3 separate regions of the Sus scrofa genome follow, and all the other regions are linked to region 1. The links are chromatin contacts, called in public HiChIP or PLAC-seq maps. All regions are on one chromosome and are shown on one strand. The core of a region is the stretch at or near the end of the contact, and the rest is flanking DNA. Distances in the headings are between cores, read along the strand shown.

What was found. HiChIP or PLAC-seq counts read pairs in DNA pulled down with a chosen protein or histone mark.
Region 2: a contact with region 1 is called in an H3K27ac HiChIP or PLAC-seq map of alveolar macrophages. The contact joins two enhancer-like sites. A contact is called at or near these places in 5 of 47 Hi-C or Micro-C datasets (brain, embryonic fibroblasts, fibroblasts and 2 more) and 1 of 2 datasets of contacts at active chromatin or transcription factors (alveolar macrophages).
Region 3: a contact with region 1 is called in an H3K27ac HiChIP or PLAC-seq map of alveolar macrophages. The contact joins two enhancer-like sites. A contact is called at or near these places in 1 of 47 Hi-C or Micro-C datasets (embryonic fibroblasts) and 1 of 2 datasets of contacts at active chromatin or transcription factors (alveolar macrophages).

Annotation. Positions count from the first base shown.
Region 1 is chr4:55,584,044-55,588,605 of Sscrofa11.1, forward strand. All of the region lies in intron 3 of PAG1 (phosphoprotein associated with glycosphingolipid-enriched microdomains 1), which reads left to right. Among named protein-coding and RNA genes, the nearest start is that of PAG1, 140 kb to the left of the region's middle. Within about 2 kb of position 1,373, at least 4 of the 83 cell types and tissues checked have an H3K27ac peak or open chromatin away from gene starts, as enhancers often do. A contact at or near this core is called in alveolar macrophages, where this site is marked.
Region 2 is chr4:55,433,086-55,437,394 of Sscrofa11.1, forward strand. No RefSeq gene overlaps it. Among named protein-coding and RNA genes, the nearest start is that of PAG1, 16 kb to the right of the region's middle. Within about 2 kb of position 1,911, at least 1 of the 83 cell types and tissues checked has an H3K27ac peak or open chromatin away from gene starts, as enhancers often do. A contact at or near this core is called in alveolar macrophages, where this site is marked.
Region 3 is chr4:55,349,654-55,354,260 of Sscrofa11.1, forward strand. No RefSeq gene overlaps it. Among named protein-coding and RNA genes, the nearest start is that of FABP5, 69 kb to the left of the region's middle. Within about 2 kb of position 2,073, at least 1 of the 83 cell types and tissues checked has an H3K27ac peak or open chromatin away from gene starts, as enhancers often do. A contact at or near this core is called in alveolar macrophages, where this site is marked.

The DNA.
Region 1 (4,562 bases), core at 123-2,622:
AAGAACTGTCAAGATCTTGCTCCCAGGTGATGTTATAAAATGTTTGTGTAAACTCTAGGAGTTCCCGTCGTGGTGCAGTGGTTAACGAATCCACCTAGGAACCATGAGATTGCGGGTTCAATCCCTGGCCTCGCTCAGTGGGTTAAGGATCCGGTGTTGCTGTGAGCTGTGGTATAGGTTGCAGATGTGCCTGAGATCTGGCGTTGCTGTGGCTGTAGCCAGTGGCTACAGCTGTGATTAGACCCCTAGCCTGGGAACCTCCATATGCCGCAGGAAGTGGCCCTAGAAAAGCCAAAAAAAAAAAAAAAAAAAAAAAAAAAAAAACTCTAAAGAAGAAAATTCACCTGGGAGTCCTGTACCACCTTGTGCCCTCTGAGTGTGTTTCCCCCGATTCAGGAAAAGAGGGAAATAGGAAAATCTTAGTAATGACTGGTTTGGCAGAGAACCTTGGGCTTTAAATACTTCCGTTTCAGACTCTTTAGGGAGACCGGAGAATGCTGTGGAGAGGTTCATGTAGCCTGTGTAAGCCACGTGCTTTGCAGGTCAGAAGCCCAGCAGATGTTGGCTCCTCAGCCCTCGTTAAATGCGTTTGGTTAATGTGTTGCTCGTAAAGTGTCCTTTTACTGCATGGTTCCCACGCCTGTGATGACCAGGAAGGAGGCGTTCTCATGGGGCTCAAGGACCTCCTTATTTTGGCCATCGTGAGGAGCCAGGTAGGAGGTAGTTTCCATCGTGCTTAATTATGTGTCAACTAGGACAGCTGTAAAATGGAAATGACTATCATTACTGAGCTCAGCAGCTTCAGAGAAACTGAGTGTCCACTTCTTTTTTTTTGGTCTTTTTGCCATTTCTTGGGCCACTCCCACGGCACATGGAGGTTCCCAGGATAGGGGTCAAATCAGAGCTGTAGCCGCCGGCCACAGCCACAGCCACAGCAACACAGCAACGCGGGATCTGAGCCGCATCTGCAACCTACACCACAGCTCACAGCAATGCTGGATCCTTAACCCACTGAGCGAGGCCAGAGATCGAACCCGAAACCTCATGGTTCCTAGTCGGATTCGTTAACCACTGCGCCACGACGGGAACTCCTGATGGTCCACTTCTGTAGCGAATTTCACCTGCCATCCCATCCCAACACTACCAAATTACTGTTTACACAATTTGCAGTAATCCGAGCACTTACCCAATAAATGTGTTTGGCTAAAGAAATGCATAGTTGGGATTTGGGCTACAACTTTCATTAATTTCATCTGGTTTTTGTTTCCCTTCTTGTTGGAATTGATTGGGGGTGCCTGGAAGTCCAGGCTTATGAAGACAATGAAAATGCTCAGCATAGGCACAAACAGCTGTAACAGGTCTGTCCAGGAGGCTGCCCATTAGGGCTGAGACTAGAGTTTTACTGCCCTCTTGTGGTTAAAAGTGGCACCTGCTTTTGAAGTAGAAGGCCCTTGGTTTTTCTCAAGATCATCTGTTGATTAAAACCATGAAATGAATGGACATAAAATTATGAGCAATCATAGAGCTTTCAGTCCAAAATAGTTATTCATCCCAGCTTCTAAAAAAATCCCCAGGAGTTCCCATTGTGGCTTAGTGGTAACAAACATAGCTAGTATCCATGAGGATGCGGGTTCAATCCCTGGCCTGGCTTAGTGAGTTAAGAATCCATCCTTGCTCTGGCTGTGACGTAGTCTGGCAGGTGCAGCTCCAATTCGACTCCTAGCCTGGGAACTTCCATTTGCCACACATGCAGCCCTAAAAAACAAAACAAACAAACAAAAAAAGAATCCCAACAGAAGTCCTGTAAATTCAGGCACCAGCCTTTCTCAATGTCAAATGACAAGCTCCTACAGTGGCCTGAAATGATATAAAATTGAGAGGGTCAGGGGAGTGGGAAATGCCACTGCCTCTTGTAGAGTAATATCATCATTAAATTATAGCCTCTGGTCATGACTGTACATCATGCAGCCAATGGTGAATCCTATTCTGAAACAAAGATATTTGACGTACAACTATTAAATTAAGTCTGCTATTTCGTTAATCTTATATCCTTTGCAATACATCTGGGGCATTCAGGTGCCCTAATAAATGTTAGCTGAGGTACAGTGAATGGTCCTCCTTTGCCCTCTGTTCAGTAACTCAGAATATTTACACATGTGGTCTGACAGTGAGATAGTTTTTTTTATCTTTGAAGACATGCTGTTCTGTAATTTTTTGTCTTTTTTTTTGCCATTTCTTGGGCCTCTCCAGCGGCATATGGAGATTCCCAGGCTAGGGGTCCAATCGGAGCCATAGCCACTAGCCTACGCCAGAACCACAGCAACTCGGGATCCAAGCCTCATCTGCACCCCACACCACAGCTCATAGCAACGCCGGATCCTTTACCCACTGAGCAAGGCCAGGGACCGAACCCGAAACCTCATGGTTCCTACTCGGATTGTTAACCACTGCGCCACGACGGGAACTCCTATTCTGTAATTGAATGCAATTTAATTGAGACAGATAGAAACAGGATTGAGAGAAATAGGCTTAAATATCCCCAAGAAAACTCATGAGCAATCATCCCAAATTGTTCATATATTTCTGCTAGTATGAGTTGAATCTGGATGCTCAGAAGATATTTTACTTGCTAAAAGAATTAGCAGAAAATGGGAGTTCTTGTTGTGGCGCAGCAGAAACAAATCCGACTAGTATCCATGAGGATGCTGGTTCAATCCCTGGCCTCGCTAAGTGGATTAAGGACCCCGCGTTGCCGTGAGCTGTGGTCTAAATCACAGGCGTGGCTTGGATCCCGAGTTGCTGTGGCTGTGGTGTAGGCCAGCAGCTGTAGCTCCTATTTGACCCCTAGCCTGGGAACTACCATATGCCTCAGGTGAGGCCCTAAAAAACCAAAAATAGAAACAAATTAGCAGAAAATAAACCGGTTTCTAGGACCAGTGACAGCATCAGGGACTTGCAGCCTTGGATAATCTTTTCCGCATGGACCCTGTTTGGTAAAGGCGCACAGTATATGAACTGGAAAACCCTCCTTGCTTCAGGGGCCCTTAGTTGGCAGGGTGACTTCTTACTTCCCAGACCCTGTGCTTCGTGTCCTCGGTCCCTCCCTCTGTCGCTCATCCTGAGAGAAGTCTTCAGCTTCAGGGAAGGACACCTGTAGCCCCATTTGCTCCAAGTAACCTACATAAAGGCCCCTGAGCGCTGCATTTACGCTCAGTGATGCCGTGCAGGAGGGTCTAGCCTGGGGGGTAAAGCCCATTCCACTTCTTGGAAAGCCCTAGACCATCCACATGGGGTGTCCACGCTCATTCCCACCCAGGAGGAGGACCTTGGAGGTTATACATGTGCACCTACACACAAGGGAGAGGGGCAGCCCATTTACATATAGGGGGAGGGGCCGTCTATTTACATACAGGGAAGGGGCATCCCATTTACATATAGGGGAGGGGCATCCCATCTACATATGGGGGAGGGGCCGTATATTTACATATGGGGGAGGGGCATCCCATTTACATAGGGGAAGGGGCAGTCCATCAACACTCATGGGAGAGGGGATAGTCTACACACACAGAGGGGGAGGGTGGGCCCTCTACACACGGGGGATAGGAGTCATCTCTTTACTGACCTGGCAGGCAGAGCAGGGAGGGGAGCAGTCATAAATGCGGGAGGAAGACAGTCATGTCATAATAGTAGATACGCCACCAAATCTTATGGAGATGGCCAGAGAGGAAATGGAAGAATTATGGAAAGAGAAGTCCAGAAAGAAAGACCAGGAGACAAGAGTCATGGTTGGGCAGACCTTCTCTAAAACCCAGAATAATCCCAAGGGGAGGTGCCACATGTAGACTCCCCGCACCGTGGGCCCCTGCCTACAGGGTGAGGTGTTCCAGCCCCACTGCCACGGTTGCCGTGACCTGTGTGGCTCCTGGTCCTGATGTCCGGGTGCACCTAGAGGTTTCTGAGAGGTGGAAGCTGCTCAAGCAATCAGGAGCCCTTGTCCTCGGAGATCACAGTGCTTCTGACACAGAAACATGTGCCAGATGATAATCATTCTTTTTTTTTTTTTTTTTTTTTGTCTTTTTAGAGGCTAGGGGCCAGGCTAGGGGTCCAATCAGAACTGCAGCTGCTGGCCTACACCACAGCCACAGCAATGTGGGATCCAAGCCATGTCTGCAACCTACACCACAGCTCATGGAAACACCAGATCCTTAACCCACTGAACGAGGCCAGGGATCAAACCTGCATCCTCATGGATACTAGTTGGGTTTGTTAGCCTCTAGGCCATAATGGGAACTTCTGATCATTCTTTTTACTGGAGGTTTTTTTTTTTTTTTCCCCCGTGATGAGAACTTTTGGGAAAAAAAATTTTCAGTAGCTTTTCTGCAAAAGCTGGTTGAATAGTTGAAGGGGAGTGAGCCGGGAGTTTTGACACATGTTCTCTGAGTTACATCCCTTATTCAGTAGCTCGTAATAATCTCCTTTCATCCTTCTTCTCTGCACACTGTTCTGCTTGGCAGGCACCATGTATTTCATTACAGTCTATCAGCCTCCCCACTGATGAGAGA
Region 2 (4,309 bases), core at 661-3,160, 150 kb before region 1:
CTTTCAGTCATTCCGGCTACCTTTCCCCATGGGACTCATGCTAGTGACAAGTGGCTTATCATGGATCACCCTGGTTTAGCCATAGGAGGAGCCAGCTGCCGCTTCCCTTGGAACAAAGGACCTGAAGAAATAGAGGTCATATCGGTGTCATGGAGTTGGAAAGAATTACAGGAAGGAAAACAACAATAATAAAACATCACATTTATTTATTAGAGATGAAGCAGGAATGAGTGGCTAAATGCATGGGCTCTGGAGCCACTGGACCCAGGTTAAAATGTATAGAGGTTATCTGCTGCTTACTAGCTGTGTGATCTTGCACAAGTTACTTAATCTGTATGTGCCTTGGTTTCTTCATCTGTAAAATGGGAATGCGGTCCTTCCTGCTGTCTTTGTGAAAAGTAAATGAGTTACGTGTATAAAATGCATGGACTGGAGTTTCCATCGTGGCTCAGTGGTAACAAACCTGACTCGTATTTATGAGGACATGGGTTTGATCCCTGGCTCTGCTCAGTGGGTTAAGGATCTGGCATTGCTGTGAACTGTGATGTAGTTCTCAGTCTTGGCTCAGATATGATGTGCTGTGGCTGTGGCATTGGCTGGCAGCTGAAGCTCCAATTCGACCCCTAGCCTGGGAATTTGCATATACTGCACCTGAGGCCCGCCACAAAAAAAAGACAAAAATAAAATGCATGGACTTCCTCCAGCACACCCAGCACTATTGGTTGTTATTTGAGAACTTTCTAGCTTCCAGAGACTGTGCCAAATGTTTAAAAACCATTAACTTTATCAATCATATAAAGATTCAGTAAGAAAAGCCACTGCTATATTTTACAATCGAGGAATCGGGAGACAGAGAATAGGCAACATGATTAAGATCCAAGCACCTGTTTGTGGAGGCATATGAGAGCCCACACTGCTAACCGCTGTGCTGGGGGCTGAATCTCATCTTCAGCTCTGTCTCCTACAAAAGACGACACCTGCTTTGATGTTCGCATGGTAGGAGGTACAGAATTCTCTAGCCAAGGCCATCTTTTTCTAACCAAATCTCTATCAATTCTCCTGTGGTCCCAGGAGGGTGAGCCTACAGCAGGCCACATCATTCCGAATTCTGAAGAGTCCAAATTAGCCTGAACAGTAAATTCTGAAATTTTGGAATTGCTCTAAGTGAACCTCAAAAGAGAACGGATCTGGGGGATATTGTGTGGTGGTTCAGTGGTAACAAACCTTGACTAGTATCCATGAAGTTGCAGGTTCGATCCCTGGCTCTGCTCAGTGGGTTAAGAATCTGGCGTTGCAGTGAGCTGTGGTGTAGGTCACAGACATGGCTTGGATCTGGCATTGCTGTGGCTGTGGGGTAGACTGGCAGCTGCAACTCCAATTTGACCCCTAGACTGGGAATTTCCATATGCCACAGGAGTGGCTGTAAAAAGAAAAAAAAAAAAAAAAGGAAAGAGAGAACTGATCTGGACACCCTGCAGTTAAATACTACTACATAATACATAATAAAAATCAGGACTTCTCTCTCTTTCTCTCTCTCTTTTTGGACTGAGTCTGTAGCATGTAGAAGCTCTCAAGCCAGAGATCGAACTTGCACCACAGCAGTGACCAGAGCCACAGCAATGACAATGCTGGATCTTTAACCCATTGTGCCACCAGGAAGCTCTTCTGAGGCCTTTTCTTGAAAAGTCAAATCCCCCAGGGGTATCCCATTTGAGAGTAAGTACCCACAAAACTTGTGTGGAACAGACATCCTTATCTATCCAGAAGGGAAGGCCTGTGAACTTTTCTCTTAATTGCAAAATTTCCACAGAAATCATCTGCTTTGACTCAGAGAAAGTGTCACAAGTATGTCTACACTTAAGACTCCAGGACACAGTCATTTCTGTCCTTGTTTGCTGTTTAGACAGAGCTCTTAGGAAAATGTAGTGAGAATCAGCCTATCAGTGAAAGTTTATTATTGAGCTTGTAGTACTCAGCACTGAGTTAAACAAACTTTCCTACCACATGTTTGAGGGCAATTTAAACCTCTTAATGTACATGATTGCATGTTGTCAGATAGAATGTTACAATAATGACGGTTCTGTAACGTCAGTGGCTGTCATTTCAGAGAGTCTGTCAGTAATAAAGTAAAAGTTTGGTGTGTTAGAAAAGCAAGTAATTATTTCTGAAGAGTAACACTGAATCTGATAAAATCAAACAATATTCCTCTTCCCTTCTCCCTCCTGAGATAAATTGTTAGCTGGTATGCCCCAAAGTCATTAGAAACTCTTCTAGCTGCAAAGTTATTGTTTCAATTCAAATGTATAACCTGAAGAAGACTCAAAGAGTGAGTCTAGCTACAATTCAACAGAGCTAATTAAATTTTAACCTGCTAGATAGGCAGTACAGTTATTTTTCGATCCTTGGGATTTTATTTTAAAAAATGTTTCTTGTCTCTGTTTTTGTCAGTGCTTCAAGTGGTCTTTTCCTTTTTTTTTTTTTTTTTTTTTGTCATTTTTTTGGTCTTTTCTGGGGCTACACCCAAGGCATATGGAGGTTCCCAGGTCAGGGGTCCAATTGGAGCTGCAGCTGCTGACCTACACCACAGCCACAGCAGCATGGGATCCAAGCCACATCTGTGACCCACACCACAGCTCACAACAATGCCGGATCCTTAACCCATAGAGCAAGGACAGGGATCAAATATGCAACCTCATGGTTCCTAGCCAGATTCATTAACCACTGAGCCACGACGGGAACTCCAGTCTTTTCCTTTTTAAGAGTTTATATTTTAAATTAAGTTGGATGCCTAAAGTTTCCTATCAGTATAAATGATGCACTGTCTTAATTTGGCAAAATGACATCGAGTTTGTTTACTAGAATAAACATAAGGCTAAATGAACAATTCTGAGATGAATGACAAGCTCACCATCCATAATAGAACCATAATAGGACCATCTGAACTTCGATGGCTACATCATTGTCTATCATTGTCTATATAATCCTAATGATAGGGATAGAGTAGGATAGTTACACAGGTAGTTATAGAAGTTCAAATAGAGGAGTTCCTGTTGTGGCTCAGTGGTTAATGAATCCGACTAAGAACCATGAGGTTGCCGGTTCAATCCCCAGCCTTGCTCAGTGGGTTGGGGATCCGTGTTGCTGTGAGCTGTGGTGAAGTTTGCAGATATGGCTCGGATCCCGCGTTGCTGTGCCTGTGGCATAGGCTACAGCTCCGATTGGACCCCTAGCCTGGGAACCTCCATATGCTGTGAGTGTGGCCCTAGAAAAGACTAAAAGACAAAAAAAAAAAAAAAAAAGTCCAAATAGGGGACCATAGGTAGAGAAGAAAACCTGGGAACTTTGGGAGGTCACTGTTAAGTTAATGATCACTTAAGAAAGCCATCAGATGTGGAATGAAGCAGGCTTGCTTAACTATAAAACCATAAAACCACGAGATGTGCCTCAGGTCATTAAGTGAAAGATAAAATGAGGCCTGTATTCAAGTTCAGCAAGATAATGATCCTTAGGACTAAGGACCAGAATTTAAGGGAAAGATGACATTCCAAAGTAGGAAACCCTCATGATACAGAAACCTGAGAAGATTCAACATATTTTAGCATATGTTACCACCTTTCTGCAGATCTGAATAAGCAGCACGACAGTCCTAGTCTGACCTCAGAAGGTCAAATACTCCCTTACCAGATACACAGAAGGAGCTAATGATGTAAGCCTGATGTCTACTCAAAGAATGAGGAAGAAGGCAGTCTTTTCCCACTCCCACTTTCTTTGGATTATAAAAATGTAGCCCACCTAATCCTCAGGGCAGAGCTTCCTTGCCTGCCTGCTTGTATCTCTCAGAAGCTTCCTACCTTAATAAATCTATTCTTGCCTATCACTTTGTCTCTTGCTGAATTCCTTCTGCGCAGATGCAAAGAACCTGAACATTAGTAAGTCCAGACATTAAGGAGTGATTCTAATTCCAAAAAAAAAAAACAAAAACAAAAACAAAAAAAAAATGTGAGTTCAAGCCGCATCAGGGTTCTGGCTATGTTCTAGTCATAGTAGCTCTTAATAATTAAGATAGGTATGATAAGCTAGGTAACAGACTTGGAAACCCAAGTAAGACAGACTTTATTTTATTTTATTTTATTTTTTGTCTTTTTGCCATTTTCTTGGGCCGCTCCTGCAGCATATGGAGGTTCCCAGGCTAGAGGTCCATCCGGAGCTATAGCTGCCAGCCTACACCAGAGCCACAGCAACACGGGATCCAAGCCATGTCTGCAATCTACACCATAGCTCATGGCAACGCTGGATCCCTAACTGAGAA
Region 3 (4,607 bases), core at 823-3,322, 230 kb before region 1:
GTAAGAAGCTGAGGGAGCTACATGCTCTGATTTTTCATCCTATGTTCTTTCCTTGATGCAAGGCAGCAATTATATTTGAAACATCTCTCAGTTGACAGACTCTCCTTTAGGTATAAATTATTTAGCCACATGTTAAGCACTGCTAATTTGTTTTAATGCACTCTATTCTAAAAAACTTTAAAAGACAGGACCCAGACTACAGAAAACCTAATGTTTCGTGTGTAAATGTTAAATTTAACAGTTCTATTTGGGACATGTGTTATCATTAAAAATGAATTCATTATTATTATCTTCCCATGGTAAACTGCAGTAACTGTTCTTTATATCTTCTACTATGTTTTCATTCTAATTTTTAAAATTCTAATTTTGAGGTGTTCCCTTCATGGCTCAGTAGTTAGCAAACCCGACTAGGATAAATGAGGATGCGGGTTGGATCCCCAGCCTCGCTCAGTGGGTTAAGGATCCTGTGTTGCTGTGATCTGTGGTGTAGGTCAAAGATGTGGTTCAGATCCCATGTTGCTGTGGCTGTGGTGTAGGCCGGCAGCTACAGGTCTAATTGGACCCCTAGCCTGGGAACCTCCTTATGCCGTGGGTGTGGCCCTAAAAAGCAAAACATAAATAAATAAATAAAATTCTAATTTTGAAAGCTTCATTTTTCAACCAAAGTCCCCAAAACTATCACAGCTATACTAAGTAGTATCATGCTTTTTGGGGAAATTAATAAAAATGAAAGTAACTATGTAATTTATCATCCAAAGAAGGACACTTTTGAGAGAAATACTATCAATAATTATGCTGGAAAAAGAGGTGTAAAACTAGGTTGCATTCAAGGAAACCAGGCTATATGGTCACTCTAATAATAACCCACCTAGCTCCTGACCACAAAGATTTTCGGTTTTTTAGTGGTAACAACATTTATCTTCTTTACCCTCCCATTAAGCTGCCTACATTTAAGACTGGGCCTTGGGGAGTTGCCGTCATGGCTCAGTGGAAACAAATCCAACTAGGAACCATGAGGTTGCAGGTTGGATCCCTGGCCTTGCTCAGTGGGTTGAGGATCCAGCGTTGCCATGAGCTGTGGCATAGGTTACAGACATGGCTCGGATCTGGTGTTGCTGTGGCTGTGATGTAGGCTGGCAGCATCAGCTCTGATTAGACCCCTAGCCTGGGAACCTCCATATGCCGTGGGTGTGGCCCTAAAAGGACAAAAAAGACAAAAAAAAAAAAAAAAAAAAAAAAAAAAAAAAAAACCGGGCCTTGGACTTTGTCATCACCCAAAATTGCTTCATTTCCTATATTTTGAGCACCAAAATTTTCCTTTCAGGCTTCTTTATTACTGATTCTACCTTTTGTCCTCCAGTTTCTGGACCACCTCTGTTCTCAAAACCCATCAGCCAGACTGCAGGCCCATTTGGCTCCAACCCAGACATTCCCTACGGTAGCCATTGCAGTCAAGCTCTTACTAGAAGCCTTGATCTCATCTATGCCGTGTACTTCCACTAAAACCAGCTTTTCATTTCTTCATCCTGAGTACTTCATATCAGAGCTCCCCTGCCTATAAGAAGGCTGTGGGGCATAACTGAAAAAAATCACAGAACCAGACTCATTTGTTTTGTTTTTTGTTTTTCTGATTCATCCTGTCTCTTAGCAACTGGCTCCTCCCCTCTGTTTAATAATCCTTTTATCCTTCCTTAATTAATGCACTTCCTTCCATGCTCCTCAGGAATAAACAGATATTATTTCTGCCTTCCAGGAGAATAAAAATATTAGGACAGACAGGTCATGGGTTCAAAAAGTGCAAGTAAGAATCAGAAATAGAAAGACAGCAGTAGGTTGGGTCATAAATAAAGAACAGGATGAAACAAGTCAGGAAAGCTTTCACAAAAGGTTACTGCTTGAACTAGGACTTGAAAGGTGAATAGATATTCCCAAGTGGCAAGGCAGTGGGATGAAAGAATATTCCAGGCAGAAAGAGCATCATGATCAAAGGCAGGAAGATACGAAATTGCCTAATGTACTCGGAGGATGACAAGCAAGTCTGAATGACTGAGCAGTGGGTTTCAGTTGAGGCTGGACAAATTTCAAACCATGATAAGAAATGTAGTCATTATATCTAGAAGACAATGGAAGCCACTGAATAAACAGGAGGCTAGTGTGGTTAGTTTTACATTATCCACCTGTCACTTTGGAGGCGAAGGAGAGACAGGAGGAATGGAAGATGTGGGACTTCAGCAGCAATGAAGTGACTACTGCAGATGTTCAGGTAAGGGATGGTGTGTCTGTATTTGTTTTGCCCCTAACCACAAGGTGGACAAGGAGGAAAAAGGTAAGTGAAAAATGAAGGATGGAGAGATACGGGTTTTGGATTAGCTGCTAGGAAGGACTCAAAGATTCCCCAGGATCTGATGTGGGTTACTGAATGGGAGAGCAATTCAACAAATGTAAGAAAATGCAAGAGAAGTAACATACTTATAGAAAAAGTAATGGATAGCTTTATAGACATGTTACATGCGTGTATAATGAACATTGTACTGAGCTGCCCTCAGAGTTGAAGGACTTACCCTCTGCTCTGCTGGAAATGAGCAGCTTCTTGCCCAAGTCAAACCCCCTCTCCAGGGGCAGGCTGCATTTAACACTGGTCAGCGCATGGATTGCTGGCCACTGATGGCCATGTAATTTTAGTATCACATGTTCAGCATCTGGGCTGGGGGAATGGGAGTGATGGTTGCCTTTCTTCAGCCTCAAACTGAGCCCAACCCATACAAACGAAGGCTCGATAGACAGGCTGATAACATGACTACAAACTTGAGCCTCTAGTTTGTGACAGTATAGTCTTCTCATGAATAAAGCAATAGCTTTCAAATGTATCTTCTTTCTGGAATTTACTACATGCTTTTACATATTTCATGCTTTATGATATGCAGCTATATCTTACAGCTAAATTTTATGCATTCCAAGCTTTATGCCATTCATAAATATTTTAATTCAAATAAATTTCAGTATTATCTTTTTCCCAAGACCAAAAATATAACCATTAATCGTTTTTTACTTTATTATCATTCTATAAATATCATAAAATTAATATCATAAATCTTGGTTTAGATTAATTTTTAAAATGGCTCCTATTTATATTCAAGGGACTTTTACATTTTTCTAAAAATATTTGCAAAAATAGTTCATATTATCCAAAAATTGTACCTACAATTGTGTATCTCTAAGTATTCTGTTTTATGTACCTGATATTTTTTTTCTATATCCTAGCTGCCTAAATTATCATCTCTGTCTTGTCACAACTGATTACTTCAAATATCACTCTTGATCACCAATTAGAAATGCTTGTTTTGATTCTGAAGCCAACTGTCCCCTCTAGGGAAAGGTCCAAATAAGAGAATCACAAAATGAAAAAATAATGTTTTTCCTTTCTTTCACTTTGACTGGGAGATATGTACACTTAATTAGGTTTATAAATTTTGGTTTCTCTCAAAAGGATCAAATCTAGAAGGGAACAACTGGAACACTAATAAGATAACGCCATGTGAAGTACTCCAGATTTTGCAAGATCATTCTAAATTTATTCTCATAAGCAGGAAAATGAATAAGTAAATCCACCAATAGAAAATTTTAATCTCCCTAAAGAGTATGGGTATGTGTGTGTGAGAGAGAGACAGACAGAGAGAGAGAGAGAAAGAAAAATTTGAAGTAATTGGAAAAATCGTAAAATAACAGACACTGCTGATCTAATGCTGCTCTGGTTCATTCATTCAGAGATTTTAGAAACTAAATATAGGTTTTTCTCTTTCTTCTACTTTGTTCCACCTAGTCATTTGCAACTTTCTCTTGAAAGGAATTATTAAGAGGCTGCATTGAATGCTGAAGTTACAATTATTTTTTGAGTTCCACTCTATAATTCTACCAACTGAAAACCTATACTAGAGAATTGGGATGGTTTAGGAAAAGTATAACAAACAAATCAAACCCACCTGGACTGATTCTCAGATGTTAGTTCATTGGGAGACATATTTAGCAATCAAACTAGCATCTTTATAACTCTGAATCCTGTTGAATACCAAGGTATGAAATACTTCAGTATATATCACATTGTTGCATCCATTGTAACCTTAAGAGGACTAATTGATATCCTTAACTAGATGTCTTATTTCTACCCCAAAGAGCTAGTTTAGTTTAGAAGCAATCTTATCAAGCCTGTCTGCCTCTCAGTATTATGACTCTTTGTTATATAACCTTATTTTGTCAGCAGATGACAATGCCTTTGTCTATTTCTCCAATGTTTCCTCAAAATAAGGTCTTAGCAAGAATGGAGGGCACCAGTAGCTAAACACAGCTACTTTCTCTTGTTTGATTTACTCAGTATATTTTCTTCAAAGTATTAATTGGGCACTCACTGTTGGGTATTACTGTGTAAAGCATTCAAGACAGTTTTAACTATTCAAAAGTAATTTCTTCATGAATTTTTCCCAGGAAAATTAAAGACTAATAAAGTACATGAAAGTCATGTCCATGAATATTGTACAAGCAAGAAAATGAAAAGGACATGAGAAAAGGGCAGGTGAAATCTTGAGAGTCACAGAAAGGAGCAACCACTGTCA